3 separate regions of the Gossypium hirsutum genome follow, and regions 2 and 3 are each linked to region 1. Evidence: chromatin contacts called from public Hi-C data. All regions are on one chromosome and are shown on one strand. The core of a region is the stretch at or near the end of the contact, and the rest is flanking DNA. Distances in the headings are between cores, read along the strand shown. Region 1 holds the start of LOC107953154. Region 2 holds the start of LOC121232203. Region 3 holds the start of LOC107953116 (BEL1-like homeodomain protein 1).

What was found. A called contact is a pair of places that touch in the nucleus more often than the background predicts.
Region 2: a contact with region 1 is called in a Hi-C map of leaf, with 1.7 times the contacts expected there. The contact joins the promoter of LOC121232203 here to the promoter of LOC107953154 in region 1. A contact is called at or near these places in 2 of 34 Hi-C or Micro-C datasets (callus and leaf).
Region 3: a Hi-C map of leaf shows a contact between it and region 1, with 3 times the contacts expected there. The contact joins the promoter of LOC107953116 here to the promoter of LOC107953154 in region 1. A contact is called at or near these places in 6 of 34 Hi-C or Micro-C datasets (callus and leaf).

Annotation. Positions count from the first base shown.
Region 1 is chrA07:21,268,612-21,271,627 of Gossypium_hirsutum_v2.1, reverse strand. It overlaps LOC107953154, which reads right to left and starts at 1,382. Exons shown (of 5, transcript XR_005930496.1): 1 at 1,054-1,382; 2 at 436-888; 3 at 1-351. LOC107956509 (apoptosis-inducing factor homolog A) reads right to left here. Exons shown (of 4, transcript XM_016892143.2): 4 at 2,834-3,016.
Region 2 is chrA07:21,056,589-21,059,604 of Gossypium_hirsutum_v2.1, reverse strand. LOC121232203 reads left to right here and starts at 1,626. Exons shown (of 2, transcript XM_041117749.1): 1 at 1,626-3,016. The coding sequence starts at 1,767. The coding sequence ends at 2,537. It also overlaps the pseudogene LOC107953165.
Region 3 is chrA07:21,487,493-21,490,508 of Gossypium_hirsutum_v2.1, reverse strand. It overlaps LOC107953116 (BEL1-like homeodomain protein 1), which reads right to left and starts at 1,406. Exons shown (of 4, transcript XM_016888341.2): 1 at 1-1,406. The coding sequence starts at 570.

The DNA.
Region 1 (3,016 bases), core at 133-2,632:
TTGATGAACAGACTGCAAAAAGGATCCTCTGTATTCCTCTTCCTTTGTTTGAGCATGAAGACACTCTTGTATGGAGGGGTGAGTCGTCAGGAGAATTCTCGGTCCGAAGTGGTCACAGACTTCTTTTACAAGAAGGTCGGGATCAATTACATTCAGACCACAAGCAAATTTACAAGAAATTATGGAAAATGAATCTACACCCTAAAATCAAAATTACAATATGGAGAATACTTTGTAACTATATGCCTAGTTTTAGTAATCTTCATTATCGCAGAAAGATGGCTTCCCTTATGTGTAGAAGGTGTCTAACAGGAGCTGAAACAAGGGAGCATATTTTCTGGGCATGTCCTCCTGCAAAAGATATATGGGAACATTTACATATGGCATGGGCTAGATTGGATGAGAATTCAGTATTTACAGATTAGTTGAAAATACCTTTGAGACTAGACCCATGGCTTTGTGTAGAATGATTGTCTGCGCTTTATAGGTGTTATGGATGGCTCGGAACAAATTCATTCATGATGGGGTAAACTAAACTGGCAGTCAGATTGCAAGTTTTGTGCAAGTATATTTAAAGGAACTTGATGATCTAAAAAGTGCTATACCTGGAAGACGGATCTGTGTTGACAGATGGTCTGCGCCGATGGATCCAGATTGAAAGTGAACTTTGACACAGCTTTCAACAACCACACCAAAGAGTCGTGCTCTGGGGTAGTGATTTGTAATAGTAAAGCAGAGATTATCTGTTGTAAAACGGAGATGAACTTGAACATACCGTCTGTTTTTTCTGCAGAAGCAGTAGCGTGTCTTCAGGTACTGAAGCTGAGGTTACAACTTGGGTTGAGGGAGATTGAGGTTGAAGGTGATTCTCGAACGATCATCAGGAAACTGCAAGAGAAAACGGATAGATCGAAAATTTCTGGGTATATCAAAGATGCTCAGTATCTCTGCTGTCAATTTAATCTTTGTGTTTTTCTTTTCACAAACAGGGAGGCTAACAGAGTTGCCCATTGTTTAGCAAAAGAAGGACTCAAGAAAAGAGAATCTACTTACCTGACAAATATGGTACCTCTTGGTGCGGTGGAGGCGATGGCTGAAGACAGGAGGAGGATGGAGGTCGTGGGTGAGGTTTGGGGAAGAAGAGATGAAGAAGTTGGAGAAAGTTTTCTGCAATTTTGATTTTGCTGAGAGTTCCAATGGGTTTTGATCTTTCAATGTACATCGGGGTATTGAAGAGGTTTTGATGGGATTGATATGAGGGTAATTAAGTTTTCTGATGACTTTTTGTTTCCCCATACGTTTCTTGTTTATTTTTTCAAAAGGGGTTTTAATTACTGGAGTACAGCTGGAGAAGACGTTTCTAGAGCTCCCCTTTTTTTTGCTGTTTGCTGGATCTTGGTTGTTGGGTTGTTTTTTCTTTTGGTGTTTGTTTTTGTTTTTTGGTTTTGGCTTTTGTGGGCTTTTCTTTGTTTATAAGTTTGGACTGGTCTTTTATGACCCATGTCATTTTGGTTTTACTTTTGAGTTGGTTTATTATAATAAAATCCAGCAAATTTTTCTTCAAAAAAAACATTGAATTATTCACTTCTACAGACAATAACTTTGCCGCAATCTCATCATCCATTTATCACATGGTATGAACATATACAAAAATTCCAAATCAAAATTAAGATATCTACATCTCATTAACACATAAGAACTAAAACGTCTCATATTGAACTAACCAATCAACCATGCAACTACTCCATTCATATATCCACACTTATAACATCATGCTTTGCATAAACCAAAATATTTCAATATCATGATCATGAATAAAGCATCATGCAACAAGAAAAAATTGAAAAGTTTGAAAAATTCTAAAGAATTAAACAACTTAACATACTCTCTCCCACACTTAAACTAAACATTGTTCTTAATGTTCACTACAACACCTCATTGAAAGAGCTCATCTCCACATGAATACTCAACTTATACCAATAGAATATCTAAATAGTCCACTGATAATTTCACATGAAACCCAATTTTTCAATTTATAAACTAGTAAGACACTACAAAAGATCCACAGAGCTTGGAAATGGTAGGCAAGAAGGAAAATCAATAAGACACTAAAAGAAAGAACAAAAAAATTCAAAAGACCCGCCTGATAATTTCACATGGAACCCAAATCTTTCGATTTCTTAGTCATTTGATGGGAAAACATTTTCTTGCTTTTAATTACCATTAATAATTTGTTTCATTTATATAACCTTTATTGACTCTTCCCCTCCTCCTCCTTCTCCTCCTCTTCTTCTTCTTTTGTTGTTACTGTTGTTTGTTTTTGCTTCCTTTTGTTCATTGATTTCCACTTCAAAAGAACCCCCTAAAAAAAAACTGAAAAAATGGGTTTTTATGTGGAATTATCAAGAGGTAGTTCTTTTGAAACTTTGTTCTTATTTTTATTTTCTCTCATTGGTCTTTTTTCTTGTTGACCATTTTAGGTTTTGTTTAATTCTTTCTCATTATTTTTTTTTGAAGTGGATTTAAAAAATTTTCTGCCTTTTTAGGGTCTCCGTTTTAGTTTTATCATTATGATACTCGTAAATGTCCACTCAACAAGAAAATGAAATGTAAATAAAAAAAAGTTAACCATCCAAATGGAATATGTTAGCTTTAGGATTAAAATCAAGCAATTTGAAAAATAGAAATATCAACTTGAGGCAAATACAATTAATAAATTAATTTCTTGCAAATCGAATAGTATTTGTACTATATCCTTATTATTGGATTAAGTTTAAAATCATAAATTTGAAGGATATACATTTCAAATTTCAAATTTTAAAATCAAAATTTTAGTTTCCCACCCACCTTGAATGCATTTCATTCAAAAGAAATTATACAGTGCTTGAAATTTATGAAAGTCGTTATTAACCACGTCTCGCAAACAAAGGAACTTCTTTATTCACCAATCTCAAAATAGCAACGAAGTGGAAAAAACAACACAAAACAACAAAAAAGTTAGAGTAAGACGTAGTCT
Region 2 (3,016 bases), core at 377-2,876, 210 kb after region 1:
AATGCTTTTTGCCAATTTCACATTTTTCTGTGGGTCTGAGAGGGGACTATTTACAATGTATGTGAGGGGGTGACAGTAGGGATTTCTGTGTCAGTTGTGCGTGCGTTGCGTGCAAGTGCATGTAACTGACGTTGCGATAAGGTTCAACTTTTCGCTTCCTTTTTCCTTTGGTTAATGATAAATTTGGTCAGTAAGTTTGTTTGTTTTATTAAATTAATTTTAATTTAATTTTTGAGTTTTTTTATCATCAATTTTTTTAATATATTTTTCTAACACATTTAATAAAAGTATAGTTAAAAAGTTAATGAAGATGAGGTATAATTTTATATGTGAAATATTTGTAATGAAATATATTTTATTATTTAGATAATCTAATAAAATAATTATATAATAAAATAAAAAAATAAAATATTAAATTAAAAACAACTCTTAGTTTAAAGAAAATAAGTATAATTATCTAAAAGAATTAACTTAATAAAAAAACTTCTCATTAAACAACGTACGAAAGATTGAAATCTCTTACAAAAAAAGAAAAAATTGGAACTTTGAATTTATTCATTAAATCTATTAAAAAATAGATTAAAAAAATAAAGTTGATGGCCAAAAATATTCAAAAATATAATTAAGATCATTTTGAGAAAACATGCAAACATTAGTGACTAAATTTATCATTAAATCTTTTTCTTTTATGTTTTTACCGGTACACTCAAACCAATTTGTAATTTGATGTCTCCTTAAGCAGCTCAAAACATTTATTGATTTTAATTTTATTTTTAATGTATTATACACCTAGTTTTTGTTAATTTCATAAATAAAATTAAATTATAACACGCATGTAAAAATATATTTATAAAAATTAAATCAAACTTTAATTTAATCCATAAAATCCAGGGCTTTAGGATGTTAATGTTGGTACGTAGTCACCATTTATCCATTAAATTTGAGTTTACTTCAAATTGTTTTTAAAAATATATAAAAAAAGGTCTTAATATGATATATATTATCAAATAAAAATTCTTTTAATTAGTACTCGATGCACTCTTGACATTAATTCAATGAAAAAATTGAATATTGTTATCCCATTAGCCTAAAAGGGAAAAGGAGTAAAATTCAAATTAACCCAACTTCGAAGATAGCATGGAAAACTCTCTGAAAGCTTCCGATGGTGATGACGGTTCGCGGCTATCTGAAGATCGCAATGCCAAGAAAGTTAGGTTTAAAGATGTTTCCGATGGGGCTTCTGTGGACATGGCTGTGGACTTTGATCCACATTTGAATGCGGCAATGTCGTGGAAAGATAAACTTTTTGAGGCTGGTTCGTCTGGGACTAGTCAGGAAGTCGCGGGATTTGAGGGGGGAAGTGATGAAGATTTTATTCTGTTAGACGATGATATTATAAGGTCCACTATTAATGGCATTCCAACAATTGAGTTCTCTGATCGTGTTAAAGAAATCTTATATAAGGAGATAGAGATGACAGTAGTCTTAAGATTACTTGGCGAAATATCAGTTATAGTGTTCTTTTTAATCGAATCAGTAGCCTTTGGAGACCTATACAACCATTCCAATTAATGGGTATTGAGAATGTGTATTTTTTGGCTAAATTCCAAAACAAGGAGGATTATGACAATGTCCTTACACAGGGACCATGGATAAATTTTGGGCAATATTTGATAGTCCAGCCATGGACAAAAGATTTCTTTCCCCTTCAACCATACCCAGGTGTAGTTATGGCCTAGATCAGGTTATCTGGATTACCAGGGTTTATGTACAAAAGAAAGATTCTCGAAGCAATTGGAAGTCTGATCGGTAAGGTTGTAAAGTTTGATTTTAAGACCAATAATAGAACTAGGAACAGATTCGCTAGGATGGCTTTGTTTATCAACCTGGATAAACCTCTTATTTCTCAAATCTGTGTTAATAGAGAAATGCAACGGGTGGTTTATGAGGCCTTACCAACGGTTTGCTTTACCTGTGGAAAATACGGGCATGTGAAGGACTTGTGTTCCTTGTCAAAAGAAACATCGGACAAAGTCAGTGACAAAGTGGTGGCCGATGGTGATCCTAACAGTAAAAAGGACAAACCGGGGAAGATCTCTGAACCAGCTTTCAGACCGTGGATGTTGGTGGAGTGTAAATCCCGCCGAAGATCAGGGAATACTCGTGATTCTGGTGATATGGATGCTGGAAAAGGAAGGTTAGGCTCTCGATTTAATGCCCTTACCGTTGAAGGCGAGAAGACGGGTGGTGAAAAGGAGATGTTAACAGATTTAAGGGAACTAAATCTTCAAGCGGTGGAATCTGATGTGTCCATTCTTGATTCTAGAGAAGAAGAGTTTATTAAATCTTTGCCTTCCCCGCATATTAATAATGCTAAAAATTTGGACATTGGTTTAGGAGCTCAAAAGAAGACTTATGATTTGGACCTGGATTTGGAAGCCCAAACTAATATAACTATTTCAGAAGCTAAACGTATTGGGGAGGGAGCTCATTTGGGCTATGGTAATGACAGAATAAGGCTGAAAAGCCTCTATTAAATGATAGTACGTCGAATGGGTCTCTAGTTGGGCCATCGCCTAAAGAACACCTAAATAGATCACGTCAGCAGGCCTATCAATCTAAAGAAGTCCCTTCGATATCTATTGGTCCTATGAGTATGGGGACCACGGGCAATCACGCTAATGGAGCGGTGGAAAAGTCAAACAGGCCGTCGCCTCTTTTTATGGTCGTTAGTGACAAACAGGCCTCTCTTGTGTGGCCTAATACCGAAAAGACCTAGGTTTTTCCAAATCTTAATTGATTCCCGACTAATCAAGAACTTGGGGCTGTTTTGTTAAATGCAGGTAACTTTGAAAATGATTGTGACCCAAAATCGTAAGCTAGTAAATCGGGTGATATTAAGGCACACTTCAACCCAGCATTTGAAGGCCCAGTAAAAGTTGAGGTTCAGCTGACTGATAACATTTTGGACCATGAGAAACACTCTGCTGTCACTTTTAAAATTTTTTTTAATTCC
Region 3 (3,016 bases), core at 157-2,656, 220 kb before region 1:
TGGTGACATAGTTGGAACTTGTCCTTGGATATGATCTGCTTCAACGTTACTTGAACTATAAGGAACTTGTTGGGATGATAGACTCAAGGACAAGCCTTGCCTTGGTGAAACCACTACCGGCCGCAACTGCGACGCAACATCATGGGGCCTGGCGGCCGAGTTATCTACCGCAGTCGACACAATCTGAGGATAGGTACTTGCTGATGAAGTCTGATGATCAATAGTTGAACTTGATCCCCATGAGTTATAGTGAACACCGGAGACTATACCATGAAGGGATGATGGACGGTGGGTCTCATTGGAATTGGCCGGTACGATCGAAGCGGTGGGTGTCGGAAGAGGGAGGCCAAGGAGGTGGTGATAGTTAGGTGGTGGCGTGTGGGGAAAGCTTGAAGGGTTTAGCGCGTTGCCGGCGGGGTTCAAGAATAACAGATTAGTGGCAGCAACTGGTTGGTTTGTGTCAGAGTAGGGTATATAGTTGGGGTTCATGAGATAGAGCGTTTGCATCCCATCAGGTGCAGCAACTGAAGCAGCTTGGAATTCTGAGCTCCCATGAGAGTACGTCGCCATATTGATTTGAAAGCCCTAAAAAAAAAAGACGCTGCAGTATACGGGAACTGCAAAATTCTTCTTGTTAAATAAAATCTCCAAAGAACTTGGCGAAGAGAAGACTAAAGCTTGACTTGAAGTCAAGAAATCAACCCATTTTGATGTTCAGTTCATGCTTTTTCTTAGCATAACGTGCAAAAGAAAGGGAAACCCACAGCAAAAATTAAAGAGAGAAGCTTAGCAATCCTGATCTGAAACTGTAACTTGGAAATAATTAAAAGAAGAAAATTGAGTGAATACTTTGGTAGAAGATGACAAAACAAGAGAGATATAAAATACTGAAGAAAGTTGTTTATGTATAGAAAGAGAAAGATAGGGAAAGATAAGGAAACAATTTTAAGGTATCGGGATAATAGATATGCTCATCAAAAAAAAAAAAAAAACTTCAACTTCTGAGAAAAATTAGAAAAGAAACGGGGGAACAGGGAAAAGAACCCATCAGATAAAAAGGAAACTAGTACAAAATTTGCAGTCCAATTATGGCAAGAAAACACAAGAGAAGGAGAGGATATGCATCTGACAACTCACACGTTTCTGTCTAAATGTCTGTCATGGAAGAAATCTTTTCAAGCTTTTGGTGGTTTTGATGACCTTGTCAGATTCAGACTCTTCGTTATTTTTCAGCCCTTTTCACTAAATATAACTCAAAGAAAGAGAAAGGTGAGAGATGAGGTTTCAAGATTGCAACTATGAAAGCAAAGAAAAAGAAAAAAAATGATACCCTCTAATATCAGGCTTTTGCTGGTTTGTAAATGGGGCTTTGAGGTTGAACTATTTAAAAGAAAAAAAATCACTGTTTGATACATTGTTTTTGCTTTTTGTACACTTACTTTTAATCTTATCTCCAATTAGGTGCGAGCAACAAGCTTTGCTAGGAACCAAATGAAAACTATAATCATAATCCAACTCAAAATGTTTCACATCTATATATAATCATTTTATTCATATCACGATAATGAATAAATATGATATCTGGCAAACAGTCTATGCAAATGAAGAGTGTGGTACTTACTGTGTATGTCTGTGAGGTTATAGGCTCGCAAGATCCTCACAAGTGTCTTTAGAATGCAATGTGATTTTTAGTCTGAGATATTATGGTTGGTAAATCGCAAAGTGTACTTAAAAAGATGTAAGTATTATTCAATATATGCAAGTCAACTAAGTATTCGTTATTAAATCTCAAATTTAAATCTCGGAACCCTTTACCCTTTATTTAAAAAATCCAACACATGCAACTGTATAATATGAGAAAGAAGAAAAAAGATGTTAAAAGAATGGGGCAGCTGAAAAACAAGGAAATATCAATTTCTAGAGAAGGCTTTAATAATAATGACCAACAATAGGAGTAAGAGTTAGAGAAGTGGCTCATCTCTTTGTTGGCTTTTTTAAAGCTTTGTCCAATTATATCTTTGTCTTTCATTTGCCTTTTCTTCTGTCCTTTATAATTTATATTTGTGGTAGCAATGTTATGCAAAGATCTAAATCACACAATTTATATTCCAACTTGTGTGAAGTTAAAATCTTTTTAACTTTTGATATCAAAATGAAATTTTACTAGTTAACCCTATCTCCAACCCTATTAATTACTCAACAGCATCTCAAAAAAAAAATCATTACATAAAATCAACCTTTATATTTATTGGCAACATTTTGGGTTCAAATTAAATAATGTGAATAAAAACAATGAAAGCTAACTATATATATATTTATCATGATTGTAAAACCACAATTGAATTGAAAATCATTTGGTTCGATGATTTAAATTTTAATAGTATTAACAGTTAGACCTAAATTTTGAAATTAGAAAAAGTAGAAGAATTAAATTCCTAGAAATGAAAATCTAAGTGCTAAATTTCAAAATTATTAAAAGCACATGAACTTTTGACATATTTCAATCTAATTAATTTTAATATTGTAAAACGATTACAGCTAACATAACTTCAACCTCGATCCAATTCATTTTATTTTTTCAACCACAGTAGTGACCTTAAGGCTTCCTTTAGGTCATTGGTAAGATTGATTAAGTGAGGATAAAAAAAATGATGGTGATAAGATTAGTTACTATAGCGGTGAGATTAAAATTAGTGGTGAAATATGTGTTTAGATTTCATTACAGTTGTAGCGCTAAGATGATTAGGAAAAGACTATTGAGGACATTAAATTAAATTAAATTGGATAAATAATCATATTCCATACTAAATAATAAATTATATATATTAATTTTTTATTTATGTTAAAATAATAATTTTATTAATAATTAATTACATTTCTATTAATTATATTTGTATTTATTTTTATTATTCATATATTTTAATTATGATTAATACATATAATTTATTCATATTTATTAAATTATTATAAAACTCAAAATTTATATATTTTATATAGTTAAAATAGTAATTTATTA